Regions from separate parts of the Mus musculus genome. Here regions 1 and 2 are each linked to region 3. A link is a contact called in public Hi-C and Micro-C data. All regions are on one chromosome and are shown on one strand. The core of a region is the stretch at or near the end of the contact, and the rest is flanking DNA. Distances in the headings are between cores, read along the strand shown.

What was found. A called contact is a pair of places that touch in the nucleus more often than the background predicts.
Region 1: a Hi-C map of cerebellum shows a contact between it and region 3, with 1.9 times the contacts expected there. The contact joins the enhancer-like site here to the promoter of Myocd in region 3. A contact is called at or near these places in 2 of 39 promoter capture datasets (the 3T3-L1 cell line and hippocampal neurons), 13 of 484 Hi-C or Micro-C datasets (the HL-1 cell line, cerebellar granule neurons, cerebellum and 6 more) and 2 of 9 other capture datasets (adipose tissue and pancreatic islet).
Region 2: a Micro-C map of the HL-1 cell line shows a contact between it and region 3, with 4 times the contacts expected there. The contact joins the enhancer-like site here to the promoter of Myocd in region 3. A contact is called at or near these places in 1 of 39 promoter capture datasets (hippocampal neurons) and 4 of 484 Hi-C or Micro-C datasets (the HL-1 cell line, adipose-derived mesenchymal stem cells, nephron progenitors and 1 more).

What each region holds. Positions count from the first base shown.
Region 1 is chr11:65,472,810-65,477,880 of GRCm38.p6, reverse strand. No RefSeq gene overlaps it. Among named protein-coding and RNA genes, the nearest start is that of Gm26128, 150 kb to the left of the region's middle. Within about 2 kb of position 2,425, at least 31 of the 459 cell types and tissues checked have an H3K27ac peak or open chromatin away from gene starts, as enhancers often do. A contact at or near this core is called in cerebellar granule neurons, cerebellum and granulosa cells, where this site is marked.
Region 2 is chr11:65,441,201-65,446,104 of GRCm38.p6, reverse strand. No RefSeq gene overlaps it. Among named protein-coding and RNA genes, the nearest start is that of Gm12295, 160 kb to the right of the region's middle. Within about 2 kb of position 2,489, at least 18 of the 459 cell types and tissues checked have an H3K27ac peak or open chromatin away from gene starts, as enhancers often do. A contact at or near this core is called in the HL-1 cell line and adipose-derived mesenchymal stem cells, where this site is marked.
Region 3 is chr11:65,266,439-65,271,314 of GRCm38.p6, reverse strand. It overlaps Myocd (myocardin), which reads left to right and starts at 1,326. Exons shown (of 13, transcript NM_146386.3): 1 at 1,326-1,671. The coding sequence starts at 1,617. Gm30586 (a long non-coding RNA gene) reads right to left here and starts at 1,390. Exons shown (of 3, transcript XR_001780238.2): 1 at 1,052-1,390.

The DNA of each region.
Region 1 (5,071 bases), core at 1,176-3,675, 210 kb before region 3:
TTTATTCACATTTGGAAATTTTCACTGGTTTCAGAGCTGATATTTTCTTTAATAGAAGGTTTTATATACAAAGTCCGTTTTCAGTTTTTTAAGGTAGAAGAGGGATTGTGTATTCAGGTTATCGACTTTTTCCTTGAATGCTTATTGGTTGTGTGTCTTCTGAGGAATCTGACCTTTTCTTCTAAGGTGTCTGAATGATCATAACTCATTTATAACAGCCCTCTGACTACATAGTCCTTTCATGTCTTCATATTTTAGTGACGCCTCATGCGTGCCATTTCTCATTCCCAATGTTAATTTGTGAATCCCTTTACTTCCTCCGCGATGAGGTCTGGCTACAACCACAAAAATTTTCTTTGATCTTTTCAAATTTCCAGCTTTTGATCTCATTCATCTTCTCTACTAAAGCTTTTAAAAGTTTTATATCTAATTGGGATTCGCTCTGCTTCTAGTGTCCCATTGTTCTGTTGCTTTGAGTTTAGTGTGTTCTTTTTTGGTGTTGTGTTTTGTTATAGGTGGAGGCTCAGGCCACTGATAGGAGTTTAGTCTTTGGGATTTGCATTCCAGATGGTGAGAAAAGGAGCTATTCCCAGTTCTGTGTCATATCTGATCCTTTCAGGTCAAGGTTAGAGACAGCAAAATGGAGTCGTAACCTAAAAGTGCTCAGAGATCCAAGACTGGAGAACATTGCTTAGGGGGAGAAAACAGAGGAAGGAGAGGTCTCTGGCTGAGTCTGAAGAGTCTTTAGCATCTGGAGGTTTAGGAACCAGGAAGACCTGGAAGGTGGTGCCAAAAGATGCCCTCCTGTCCTACCAGGCACAGAGCCTTTTCTGAGCCACACGCAAAGTATTATAACTGCCATTCACCATGTGGCCACAGAGCAGCTGTTGATGAATGAATGAATGAATGAATGAGTGAGTGAATGAATGAGACCAATGAGGTGAAGAGATGATTGGAGAGATGTCAAAAGGATAGAACCACAGAAGACAATTGTAGGAAAATGAATTGGGTGGACCTATTCTTTTCCTTTGTGAAGCCCTGGAGAAAAGACTTTTTCCATCACTTTCCTGGGCACAGTGAATGCAAACTGGAACCCGCTGGTCTTCTGCTACAGAACCCATGAGGAGACAAAACAATGTATTCATGTTCGGCTTCCCGGATTGACTTTCTATTCCTTTGGTCTCTTGTCTGTTTTCACCCAGATCAAAGACTGCTTGTGAAATGTTTTGGCCCCAGAATAGAATTTAAGATTCACCAAGGGCAAGAGCAGACATTAATAAAAATCCATTTGGACCCTTTGGAACTGGGGACCACTATATGGGTCAAAGAGTCCGGGTATATCCCTGCCAGCCCCAAGAGACATAAAGATGTTGTTCCAAAGAACTGGGCTCTGGGTTAGTGACAGGCTCCATGGCTACCCCCTGCTGTGCTAGAGTGCCAAACCTCCCCCCTTGACTCACAGGACTGGCAGAGACAGTGACAGGCGCCTGGCCCAGGAGCCTGGCTGACATCCGGCTGACCGAAAGCCGAGCAAGAGAGCTCCAGAGAGCTGCAGAGAAAGGCACCCTTCTGAGGTTAACCACGATATTTACAGTTTCATAATTTCTGCGGAGAGCTGTGGTCTCGTGTTTTATACATTCAGCAAGTTGAATAGACCCTGGAAGGTTTAACTGTCCAGTTGAACCTATAATAAAGTTTATTTTGATTAAAACCTGCAACGAGCCTGAGTTTGGAGTTTGCAGCCTGGTGGCTTTGCATAAACAGTTTACTTAATATCGTTTTTGGCTCTTGTTCAATAAACCACCACGATAATCCCATTCACAGACAAAACAGATCACAGATTAGCAGACGCGCTGCTGTAAAACAGCCGGGTACCTGCACTTTGCAGGAAAGAGAGCGTCTGTTTGGAAGAGGACACTTGTCCGCCTTTGGAGCAGAAAGCATACTTTCTTTGGATAGCTAAAGAAGCAAAGGGTTGTTACATCGCTCTGCTTCTTTTTATACCACGAAAATAGATTTTAATTAAGCACATAAAGTGAGCCCGGCTTGGAGCTGTTATTTTCCAGAGAAGGCAAGCTGGCTTTGTTCAGATTGGAAGAGACCCTAGGCAAACGCCAAAATCACCTATGCTTACATTTCATTTTAATGTGCTCAAGTTCAATAAAAGTTTATCATCTCCATTAAACCAGTACCTATTGGAACTGATTTAATCTTCTTAGTGCACGGAACCACATGAAAGAAATCAAGAGCCCAGAACAAGACTGTGTCCATGGGGGGGCAGGATTACATAAGAGGAACATGGCTGGCTCACTGTTTGCCTCACCTGGTCTGGTCTGTGGGAGCACTTGCCTGTACCGTGTGGATGGAGCTCTAAGCCTGCAGTACCTTGGCTGTCTGCCACAGTGCAACACGCCGGGGAGTCTGCCAAGCTTGGGAGTCCTCAGCTGCTCAGTGTCACAGCACCACCGCGATCCCACACTGAACATGAATTGTGTGACATTTGAACAAACAGATGTCACGCGTAGGGGTGCGAGTCAAGCGTCTACTGGCAGCAGCGCAATGCGGACATAGATCTTGATTCCAACCCCAGAGAACTGAGGTGCATGTACACACACACACACACACACACTCACTCAGACACACATATGTATGCTCACACACACTTACTCAGACACACATGCAAATACACTCACACATGCACACATGCATTCATACACAAATATACACATACACACATGCACACACCTACTCATACACATGCCTTTTCCTGCAAGGGACAGAATCACTTTCTTCTCATCTTCCATGTGGCTTTTCCCATGAACACTAAATAAATACGTCAGTAAATAAATGAAATCTCCTATACTCCATGGCTAGGTATGAACAGAGTCCAAGACTGAGATGTGTTAGGTCATTAATTCAAGCTCTGGTGTGACCTTGTGAAATGGCCATAGAAGACGCGAGCGATTGTAGGGATGAGTGGATTACCACAGATGCCTGATTGCTTGACATAAATCTTGGGTGTGCATAAGCTCAGGAAACATAGGAATGCAAAGGGAAGCTGCAGAGTCCATTTCCTTAGAAGATTCAGTGAGAGCCGAGGCAGGAGGAACGTTTCTTAAGAGTCCAAGCAGAAAGTCCCAGAATGGAGGAAATGTTTTTTATTTTTCCTTCATCCCTGCATGTAACTTGTGGGAAACTGTGAAGACCACAGCTCTATGTGGGCATCTTAAGTGTCTTTAGCTTTGGGACCAGAAGGTGACTATTGCCCTTGACGTCTTAACTTTGGGGATAATGGCAAAAGCCACGGGAGCCTAGGGTGAAAGAACGTGGAACTGAATGTTTTGGATTTCTGTGGGATTATCAAGATTTCTGAAAATACCTGGTTAAATGCTGAGAGAGGAAGTCGAGGTCCTGTTTACACTGGCTTAGATGAGCCACCAAAGGCTGAGGGGCAGTGGCACGTCTCCTTTCTCTACCACTATTTCATTGAAAGGCTATTTGCAGCTCCTCTTCTGAGGTTAGACTTAGTAGACTGTCAGTCAGCTTGGGTTGCTGTGGCATAATACCCTAGACTAGGGTTGAGGGGTGGGACAAAAACTTTATTTCCCAGCATTTGCAGAAGCTACAGAGTGATTGATCAAAGTACTGGGCAAGTAGGTTTTGTTCTGAGGCTTCTCATGACACCTATGCACTGACCTTTCTGTGTCCTTTCATGATGGAAAAAGAATGGACAGAGTGTCTATGGTATCTCTTATGGCACCAATTCCACGAGGCCATGACACATCTAACACTAATTACCACCCAAGGCCCCATTTTCCAAGCATCTTACACTGGGGTCAGGCATTCAATATATAAAGTTGGAGGAAGAAAACAAAGTTCATGCCAAGACTTTGTCAAGGTGCCAGGGATATTTAAAATGCTTATGCAGCAGTCAGGGAGAAAGAAACAAAGAGGACCTTGGAAAGGACCCTTGTAGCTTCCTTGACTTGAGCTCTGAAGACCCACCTTCTCTCCCTTGTGCATGTTCCTCAAGGGCACCAAGTCTAATTGTTCTTCCCGGTCCCGGAAGACCTTGTCTAGAATCTCAGCACAGCTGTCTTTCTTAGTCTTTGGCTTGCAGAACCTGAGCTTGCCATCCCATGCATAGTTTCCCCCTGTTCCACTCACTCATTACCATTTCTAATATTTAAAAACCATTTAAAACCTTTTGTATGGTTATTTTCGCATCACCTGGCATTCCCCAGTTCTTGGTAACGCAGCTTCTATGACATCATGACTTTCTATGTCCATCCAAAGTGGAAAATTATCTTGCCCTGGCAGATATACAGTAGTATGCACTGACAAGTCTGAACTCCATTGAGAGGGTGGGAACAACATTCTGTGGGCATCACCGATGGGCCTTGGATGAAGGGGAAGACTTTGACAAGTGAACATGTCCAGCCAGGAGGGAAGGTCATCCACCATTTTTCTGTCACCAACAGCAGCCCATCTCTACCTCCATCATGGGAAGAGTTACAGACTCTGTGATCCTTGCAAATCTTTTCATTTGAAAACATGAGTTATGCAAGCTAAGAGCAGGAAGTGTCATACTTTCAATGTTATGCTTTCATTGAAAGATACAGGATGATTCTGAAAAGCACCAAATTATACTTTAGGTCCATGGCAGCTCTGTGTTGTAGATGCCCCTATATGGATGAGAGAAAATGAGAGGATATAGAGGAACAGTGAAACAATGGCTGAGTTTTGGAATCAGTTTAAGTGCCAATCAACAAATGAACAGATAAAGAGAATGTGATACATATATATTTATGCACATACATGTATATACATGAATGCATACATGTATACATATATACACACATATACACAAACACACATGATGGAGCTTTATCAGTCATAAAGAAAAATGATATTAAGTCATTTATTGGACAATGGATGAAACTAGAGATCATTTTAAACAAAATTTGTCAGATTCTATATCTGATATTTTAAAGACAAATATCCCATGTTTTCATATTCACAATCTAAGTTTTTGTGTGTGTGTTTGTGTGTGTGTGTGTGTGTGTGTGTG
Region 2 (4,904 bases), core at 1,240-3,739, 170 kb before region 3:
TCAAAATTAAATAACTCAAGAGTTACGTTAAACCATTAGAGAAATCAGCGCTTCACTGGGAAGTAAGAAGGCTTCCCTTTCAAAACTGACCTATAAGCTGATGTAGAATCCTGGTGAACTGAAAAAAAAAATAGTGCCTAGAAATCTAGTGTTGATTTAGTTATCAAGAAGGAATTTTAATGATTCACTGTGTAAGAATTTATCAGAAAGGTACACTTGAATACATTCAAAGGTATGTATGTGAGAGTATGTTTTATCATTGGTCATCATAAAAAGACTAAATCTAATTTAAACATGGGTGGTCCCTGTCTTAGTTAGGATTTCTATTGCTATGATGAAATACCATGACCAAAAGCAACTTGGGGAGAAAAGGGTTTATTTCAGCTTATAGTTTTAGTCTACATTACAGTCCAGCCCTAAGGGAAACTTGGAGGCAGAAACTTTTACAGAAGCTATGGAGGGGTGCAACTTACTGGTTTACTCCCCATCACTCACTCAGCCTGCTTTCATATAGCATCAAGTACCACCAGGGCCACCAGCTTAGGGGTGACACCGCCCACGGTGGGCTGAGCCTTCCCACACCAATTACTAATTAAGAAAATGTCCCACAGGCTTTTTCTACAGACCAATCTGATGGAGGTGTTTTCTCAACATAGAGTTCCTCTTCCAAAATGACTGTAGCTTCTGTCAAGTGGACATGAAATTAGCCAGTATAGATCCCTGTAGCCACAGATTCCATGCTTACTGGTTCTTCACCTGGGAATTTAATAAACTGAAATTGGCACATATTTGGAAAAGTTTGAGTGGTTGCTGAACATATACCAACTCTTTTTTATTTTTATTGGCATTATTCCCTCAATGGTATTTTCTATCCATGTAGTATTTATAGTATATCTGGCATTGTGTCCAATGGAGAGACGTTAAAGTATGGGGGATGGTGTTAGCAGTTTGTATGCAGATGCTATGCTGCTAATATAACCTATTTGAGCACCCACTGATTATGGCATTTGTGGGAGGCCAAGAAGGAAGCCTTTATGGATATTAAAGGATGACCGTATTTAGAAGTTTTCATTAAATGATGACACAGTCACGGTATGGATGGGTGCTGACTTGAATTGTAACATCCAGACTGTCTCTAGCTCCTGTCTCTCTTCTTTATCACTTGGATTAGTCACTAACAGAAGAGGTGTTAAGTTGGTCATTTCCAAACTGGAATCTAGCTAGCTTATTTGGTACTACACACTCTTCCCCTCATACTTTTTATAACACATACAAAGTCAAAGTCCATTATTTCGCCTGTCTTGGTGTTTCTGACACATGGTAGAATGTTAATTTAAAATTTCATCATTGGGTGTCCCTGCGGCTGGATCCTGTATGCTCCTGGTGCCTGTCTTGTTCTTTCTGACATGCAGTAGAATATTCCTGCACCATTTTTCACACTCTTTATTTCTGACCTGTAAATCGCCATTTCTGCAACATTTCCTGATTCTACTTAGTGGATGAGACATCTAGAATAAAGATTGCACTCAGAGGGCTGATTCTGGGGAGTCTAATTCTGGGGTGCATTTCAATTCTGGTATTGCCTTTTCATTTTGCAAAAAAAATCTAGTTTCTCTTAATATTCTTCATTTTAACCCAGCTGCAAGATCTCTCTTGCCTTCCTCAGAGTTAGTCCCCTCTTCTCACATGACAACACCTGTCTCTTGACTGTACACAATCTTCAACTTTTCTCTTCTCTAAACATATCCAAAATAGTTTCTTAATAACCACTACCTATCACTCCCACCAACACAACCTAAAGGAAATTCAGATTTCTTTTCAATTTTTTAAATCCTTAAAGCATATGCCACCGAGAGCCACCATAGGACTAGAAAATAGTGGTTTCAAGAGTTGCTTGTATTAATTATGTTCTGCCTTCTCTGTACTTGAATCATATCGACAGAGAAGATTCATTCAATTGATTTTCATGTGTGTTTCACTTTAAAATTCAGAAAATGCTGCACCTTAGGTTTCAAAAGCAAGGTGTAGACTGATTAAGTTTTAAGTTAAAAGGGAAGAAAAAAATTTTAAAGGTTTGCATTAAAATGTAGATAGATGAATGTCCCAGCAATTTGTCATCGGCTCTAGAATGATCAGGAGGACTTGGGAGGAGAGGGGAGGATTTTCACGACATGTTGCGTTGTACTTTTACATTTGAAATGTGAGTGTATTAAAGTTTTCGAGGAATCGACATGCTCCATGGCGTTCATCCATCTGTCTTACCCAACTTTTTCCAAATGCCTCAGGAGAGGCACAGCTTACAGGCTTTTATCTGATCCCCAGAGACTCCCAATTATGGTTGCCTTGACTTCCTGCTGTCTCCCATTGGTGAGTCATAGGGATGGATAAGAAGGCTGTTTTTTTCCAGGCTCTTGAATCCGCCGAGGATGCTTCATGTGAGCACATAGCTGAGTAGTGCCTAGATGTACTTGTGAAGTTTCTTAGGAATCTTTGAAATGATTCAGTGCATTCCCTCTGAGCTCCGTGTTGTCACGTTGAACATTCAGCAGATGTGTTTGGCTCATGTGTAGCTTTTGATTCTCAGAGATGAAGAATTTTTCATTCTTGCTGGTCTGCCGAGTGCCAGAAACATTTGAAGTCATATCTCTCTGTGTCTCTGTCTCTCTGTCTCTCTCTCTCTCTCTGTCTCTCTCTGTCTCTCTGTCTCTCTCTGTCTCTCTCTGTCTCTCTCTGTCTCTCTCTGTCTCTCTCTGTCTCTCTCTGTCTCTCTCTGTCTCTCTCTCTCTCTCTCTCTCTCTCTCTCTCTCTCTCTCTCTCTCTCTCTCTCTGCTTTCTGTTGTCTTGTCTCTGATTTCTCCAGTCTTCTGAGTTCTCAGGTGAATTACAGAGGTCATACATATTTCCTTAGCATAGGTACATCTCGGAAAACATTGTACCACAGCAAAGCAAAGGTGAACCAGAATAAAAATAAGGGTGATCTATGGCCTGAGCATCCTTGTTTGCAATGGTCAGTTTAAGCACTCTCGACTTGACACAACCTACAATCGCCAAAGAAGAGGAACCCAATAGGGGTGTGTGTAGATCAGGTTGACCTGTGGACATGCCCGTGTGGAAATTTAATTAAGTGAGCAAGACCCACCCAGAATGTGAGAGGCATCATTTCAGTGGCTGGGCCCTGAACTGTAAAGAGTAAAACATGAACTGAGCAGGGGACATACATGCATTTTTTCTCGCTTTGTTCTGGAACTCGATGTGACCAGTGTCTTTGAATGTCTGTCTTGACTTTTCCTCAGTGGTAGACCACCACGTAAAATCGAATGCCAAACAAACCCTCTCTCCAGTAAGACCCTTTTCATCAGGGCATTTTCCCACAGCAACAGAAATGATGCCAGGACTGTGATTTTGCTAGCAGGTGTTTGTCTGAATTATGAAAACCACTATGTCTTCCCAGTACCCTGGGCTATTGCAGATCTAATTGTGGATCAGTTGAGTCTGGTTTGTCCCTCCTTTAGGTTGGATGTATAACCCAGGTGACTGACTCCTGGTGCAAGGCCTTTTTTGTTTATCAAGGGGTGAGAATTCTGTGTATACTTTGTGTAAAAGTCCTTCATCAGCTGTGCATTTTGCAAATAATTTCTTCCACCATGTGCTTTGTCTTTCTACTCTCTTGACAGTATAATTTCCAAGAACACAAATTTCTATGTACCTATGATGTGTATGTGTGTGTACATATTGTATGTGGGGGTAGAGGTGTCTTCTTCAATTATTTTCATTTTTCTAATTTTTTTTTCTGTTTTTTTTCCGAGACAGGTTTTCTCTGTCTAGCTGTCCTGGAACTCACTTTGTAGACCAGGCTGGCCTCAAACTCAGAAATCTGCCTGCCTCTGCCTCCCAAGTGCTGGGATTAAAGGCGTGTGCCACCACCGCCCGGCTCATTTTTCTAAATTTTAAAAGATATGTGTACTCCTGTGTGCATATTTCTGTGTGTGTGGAGACTGGTCTGCTCATGTCATAGCATACAGGTGGAGGTGAGCTGGCTCTTTCTGTTTTCCTTTCTTTTGGTTTGAGACAAAGGCTTTTGTTTGCCGCTGTGTAGACAGGCTAGCTGCCGTGCAAGCTTTAAGGATGCTCCTCTTTCCACCTCCCCTCTGACTGGAGGAACGATGTGGTACAGACATGTGCCACTGTGCCCAACTTACCACTACATCCAAGGATCTGAATGTAGGCCCCATGTTTTCAAGGTAAGTGCTTTACCTACCAAACCATTTCCCCAGCCTTCTGCCTTACATTTTTTTGGGGTGGGGGGATAGACAGGCTGGTCAGCAAGCCCTAAGGGTCATCCTGTTTTCAGCCCTCCCAGCTACTATTGCAGATGCGGGCTGCCACACCTGGCTTTCTTATGTAGGTACCAGAGAGCCAAACTTGAATCATCAGGTATCGCTGTTGCCACTTAACCAAACAAGTCTTCCCCGTGCTCCCCAGAACATGAAAGTTTAAGCAAGTGTTGCTTTAGATCATTGAGGATTTGGAATTGCTTGTTCTTAAGCATCAGCCAGACAATACTGTTTGCTACAAAGAGTGCTGGATACCTCTCACTCCAAAGCATGTTGGCTTTTATTAAATGAGAGGTATAATGCTGAACTGGCAAGTTGAGTGAGCTTGAGGGCCATGTTATCCAGACAAAGGCTAACATACTCTGCAGTGTCTTGCATCAGAAGGAGAGGGAAACTCAGTGGACGGGGTCACTCAGGACACTGTCTTGGGTGCTAATGTATGTACTTGGATGGATTGTCTAATTACACAGATGATACTGGTTTCCATGAATCCTTTCCAACCAGTTCTTTCGCACAGGGCACAGTAGGAAAGAATGAAAGCTAGAGGAGAGCCGAGTAATTCTTGCTTCT
Region 3 (4,876 bases), core at 77-2,576:
AATGAATCGGGATTGATGTAAGCCATTAAAGCGGCTGTGATCTGTTCCCACAGGAACAGCCCAGTTCAGCACTGCTTGTGGAATGCACAACCACTGCCAGGCTACCACAGGAGGCAGCCTGTTGTAGGCTCGTACTGCCCAACCCTATTCACAAGAGGAAGTTGAGTAGCAGGGCTCCACCTCCTCTCTGATTTAGTGAGGAGGAGCATTACCTATCTCAGAAAACGAATTCCAAGATTCAAGTGCATTGGTGCAACCCAGAGAATGGGAAAAAGGAAGGTCTGGGCACCCTAGGGTGTCTTCAGCAACAGTTGATAGAGGCAGAAGACCCCGGATCAGGGCAGAGATTAGTCCCTAACAGATATTGTTACATTAGGCCTCCACCTGTCATTGTCATTCTCTTCAAGAATTCACAGCTTTGAGACAAAAGGGGAGATGTAAAGAATTGTATCTGGGAGCTCACGTGCATATAAAGTTGCAAATAGTGGCAAATTGTGTGTTGTATGTATGCAGTTCAATGTTTTTTTTCCAACTATCTAAATCTTTGTCTTAGAACATGTGTTGTACTTAATGATGCACGTGGGACCCTGTCACCCCAGGCACCCCAGAGACGCGCATCCTCAGCGCCTCTTTGGGTCCCTTTCCCACTATGAAAGGGACGTGAAAAACCTCTGCACTTTTCCGATCTGGCTTGCCCAGGCCACCGAATCCTACCCTGTTGAGTGCTCAATAGTACGCTCAACTTTTGCACCAATCGCACTCTGGGCTCAGTCCCCAGACACAAACTTTTTGTGAATCCAAAGAGAACATCCAACCACAGGGAAAGACTTTCTGCCACTTCTTCAGCCGCTCAGTAGCTGCTCCAGGCATCGGTCTCCTGAAGCACCACCGCTCGGATACAGAGGGGAAGCGGGTGCTCCCGGGAGTTGCAAGCCAACCCAGCTTCTTGGCCCAGGCTCCAGCGCGTTCTGGAGATGTACCTTCCAGAGCCCTGCAGTAAGCTGGGGACACCAGGGACATGCACACCTAGGACAAGCAGATACACTCCTACCGTCGCCAGGCGCCACCTGCACGCCGGGCGCCGCCTGCAGCCTTCGGGCATCCGATTTAGGGGTGCCAGTGCAGAGACTCCCGCCTGGGCAAGCAGCCTTGGCGCACTATTCTGCAAAGAGTTAAGAGCCGGCTGTTAAGACTCCTGGGGCCGCGTCTGGTCCCCAGGCCCCGCTCACCGCTCCTGATTGGCTGATCTCCTGTCAGTAGTAAAGAGGATCAGATAGCAAACTTGGGACCTTCATAAAGGCGTGGTGGCGGTACTCCGCGACCGCTGGCAGCCTATGACATCAGCCAGGAACGCCTAGGATGCGGCTGTTCCCGGCCACCCTCAGAGGAGGAGGGTCCTGCCTGCTGGGAGTTAATTAGCCTCGCGAGCGGCGAGGGGGGAGGCGCCAGTTTTCTGGGGACACTGGCGGCCACTGTGCGTCCTCCTACCCAAGGGAGCTCCCCAAGAGTTGGATGAATTCTGGGTTGTTAGCTGCTGTCCTCTGGGCTCCCGGGAGCCAGTTTCTGGTGGAAAGCGGGGCGCCTGGCCAACGACCAGCGGCTTGCTGAGACTCACCATGACACTCCTGGGGTCTGAACACTCTTTGCTGATTAGAAGGAAGTTCCGATCAGGTAGAGTAAGGCGTTCAGCACTCCTTAAACTTTTCATCTCTACCACTCAACTGCTTTACAATGAATGCTTCGGGCCTGAGGTGGCGGCCTTCCCTCTGTTTCCCCAAAATGAACACTGTGTTTGACTGAATGCCTTCAAATGTCTTCCCTTTGACCTGTGTTAAGTTTGAGTTTTGTTTACGAATAATCCAATGTTTTACTTTATTTTACTATATTTTCCTTTATCGGTAAATAGACATTTTTAAGGGGACGACCCAAAAGGAACTGTGTTGAAATGGGCAACTCCAGGATCTGAAGTTATAGAGTGGGCGCGTTATCAGTTACAACCGCTGAGACAATGTGCCTAGGACTGTGAGACGTCTAGGGGTCACTTAACATGTAGCTAATCCAAACAAATGTATTTCCCAAAAAAGTCACTTGGAGGAAGTAAAAATAGCGAATTTGGAGCACACCAAGAATTTTTAAATGACATCACCATGGGGGAAAAAAACCAGCGCCACAAATATTTTTTCCCAAACCATCTGATATTTATAAATGGACAATTTTCCCTAAAATTGTTGTGTTAGTGGCACACAGAGAAACTTCTGGAGGGACACTCAGGAGAGGTGAGTATAAGGAAAGGGTACGTGGGGGCCTACAGAAGACGCAGGATTGTGTTCCCTCGTTCGCATCCTGGAAGGGCTACCTAGCTTTGCCCATTCTTGCTTTTATAACAGTGGTAACAGGGCCATTCAATGATGGCAGGGCACCTTCTAAGAACGAACATTTTGGTGGATAGCTCTGGTGTGAGCCTTCCATGTAACAGGTGCTGGCTGATGCTGGTGCCACTCACTCTGTCAATTCCCTTGGTCCTTCTGAAGGAGCTACTCAACTGTTTGTCTTGAAATGAGTGGCTCAGAAATTGTGCACAGTGGGTGATGGGCCATAAGGAGCCTCTGTAACCACCTCAGTTGTTCCTGATCCTTAGGTGTGGATGGGACACTCTGGGGATTTCTTGAAGGATTGTTTAGTGAGGCAAGTTGAAAACTTAAGAGCTGAAGTGGCCAGGAGCCACAGTGCCTCTGGAGGCCTGGGGTGTGTCTCCTAACCACTAGCCACCGGGGTCAGCCATGCACGTTTGTCCTTTCCATGTTGAGGTGAGGTGGTTAGTTTGTTCATCAGAGACCTCACATGCTTGGTAATTTGCTCAAAACCACAAGGCAATACTGCCACCTTTCTGAGGGAGCAAGGATGTCATTTTTGTTTTTGCATAAAGCTGAGTTTATTTCAACTGCTCCCGTGCAGTTTAATGGGGTAGACGGAGGGACAGGGAGAGGCTGCTGGATCATTTCTAAAAGGATTTGGTGATGTTCTTGATAGTGGGCTTGCAAAACAGACTTATCAAGGAATTCCTCAGCTGAAATATGGTGGAGAGGGAAAACTGTTTGCACTATTTTAACCCCTAACTCAGTGGATTGTGCAGGCCTGAGGTCTCTACCTGGACCCTGCGAATCTTTATCCTGGAGCTTTGAAGAAGTCCAACCCCACTTTTTTTTTTTTTAAGACAGGGTTTCTCTGTGTAGCCCTGGCTGTCCTAGAACTCACTCTGTAGACCAGGCTGACCTCAAAATCCACCTGCCTCTGCTTTCCAAGTGCTGGGATTAAAGGCATGTGCCACCACTGCCTGGCACCAATCCCACGTTTTTCAGGCATTTTTGTCATAAGGAAGGTAGTTTGTCGAAGCATAATACAGAAGTAGGAAGCTTAATTTAAGCTTTGATTTAAAAGTTGAGGGGACTGGAATCGATGACAGACAAAGCCAGTTGCGCATCTTAGGTGTTGTGCTTGATAATCTTACACAAGAGAAAGAAAAACATTATTGTAAGATTGTAAATCAGTTGATGGCTACTGGTTATAGTTCCTGGACAGAGTGACCATGGTGGACATGTGGCCCTGAGGCCTGCCTGGCCTTGTATTAACTGCCTCTGCCTAGGGGACTTTGCTTCACTTTCTGTCTAAAAATGAATGAGGAAGGTCTCTTGTTCACCTTGATATCTCTCTCTCTCCCTCCCTCCCTCCCTCCCTCCCTCTCAGTCACCCCCATTTCTTTCTTGAGGGATTCCAGCTGCCAACTCTAAAACTTCGTATATAGCAGTGAATATTCACTTCAATAGTAGATCCTGGTAGTATGATTTTAAAATTAATGTTTCAAAACTAACTGAAAGTAAACTGTCTTACGATTATAGCAATGGGCTTGCTGTGATAGGACTCGTCCACCATCTCCAGACAGTCCCTCTCATTCTGAAACTGGCGTGGGCAGCAACCATGTTTTACCAACTCCCTACTTACAAGTAGACGTGTGATTGACTGACCTGCCATGAAAGTTTGGGACTCAGAATGTTTACATCTGTGAACATGTTTAGTGATGTTAATTAATCTTACCTAGCAGAAGCAGGGTGTCATGGCTGAATGTGCGGGTCTCGGTCAGACTAGCTGGGTTTTCAAGCCATCACCTCTTTGGTTTTGGCTATATGACCTTTAACCTAGGCCAGCATCATAGCTCTTCTGCATCTTACGTGCCTCATACGTGGAGAATGCTGGTGACTTCATGGTGCTTAGAAGAGATAAATCTGATAACACAAGTACCTGAGTTAGGACATTGACATGCTGGTGAGCCCTGGCCAAACAGTGCTCAGGACGAATAGCAGTGGGATCATCAATCGCCCGTGGCTTCCTTCTAGACCTTGGTTTCTTAGCTTGTAGATGTCCAGGTGAAATGATGTGGTTTCTTAGGCCACGCTGGTATTGTCCGTGGCTCCTGGGAGGTGTAAAGATCATGTGGGAACAAGTGAGCTGATGAGGCTGCGTGGCCTTGGTGGGCGAGTAGAGGGCAGCTTGCTTAGACGCAATACGGTTGTTATTTTTAAATCGACCACGTTTTACAGAATTCATTTTTCTCATTCGTAATCCAGTTCTTGTAATTGGTGTAACTTTCTGAAGTTTTTTTCTTCATATCATTCTCTGGGTCAAGGGCCCACACAGGAATACAAGCAGATAAAAAGAAAAATGGAGAGGTTCCTTTGTGGGTTTTGTTTCAAAAGAAACAATGCCTTTCCTTGTTTTGTTTTGTTTTGTTTTGTTTTGTTTTGTTTTGTTTTGTTTTGTTTCTCCCATTTCTCTCTGTTACCCATCTCAATCAGCCCAAACCAAGGCTAACTCTGGTACC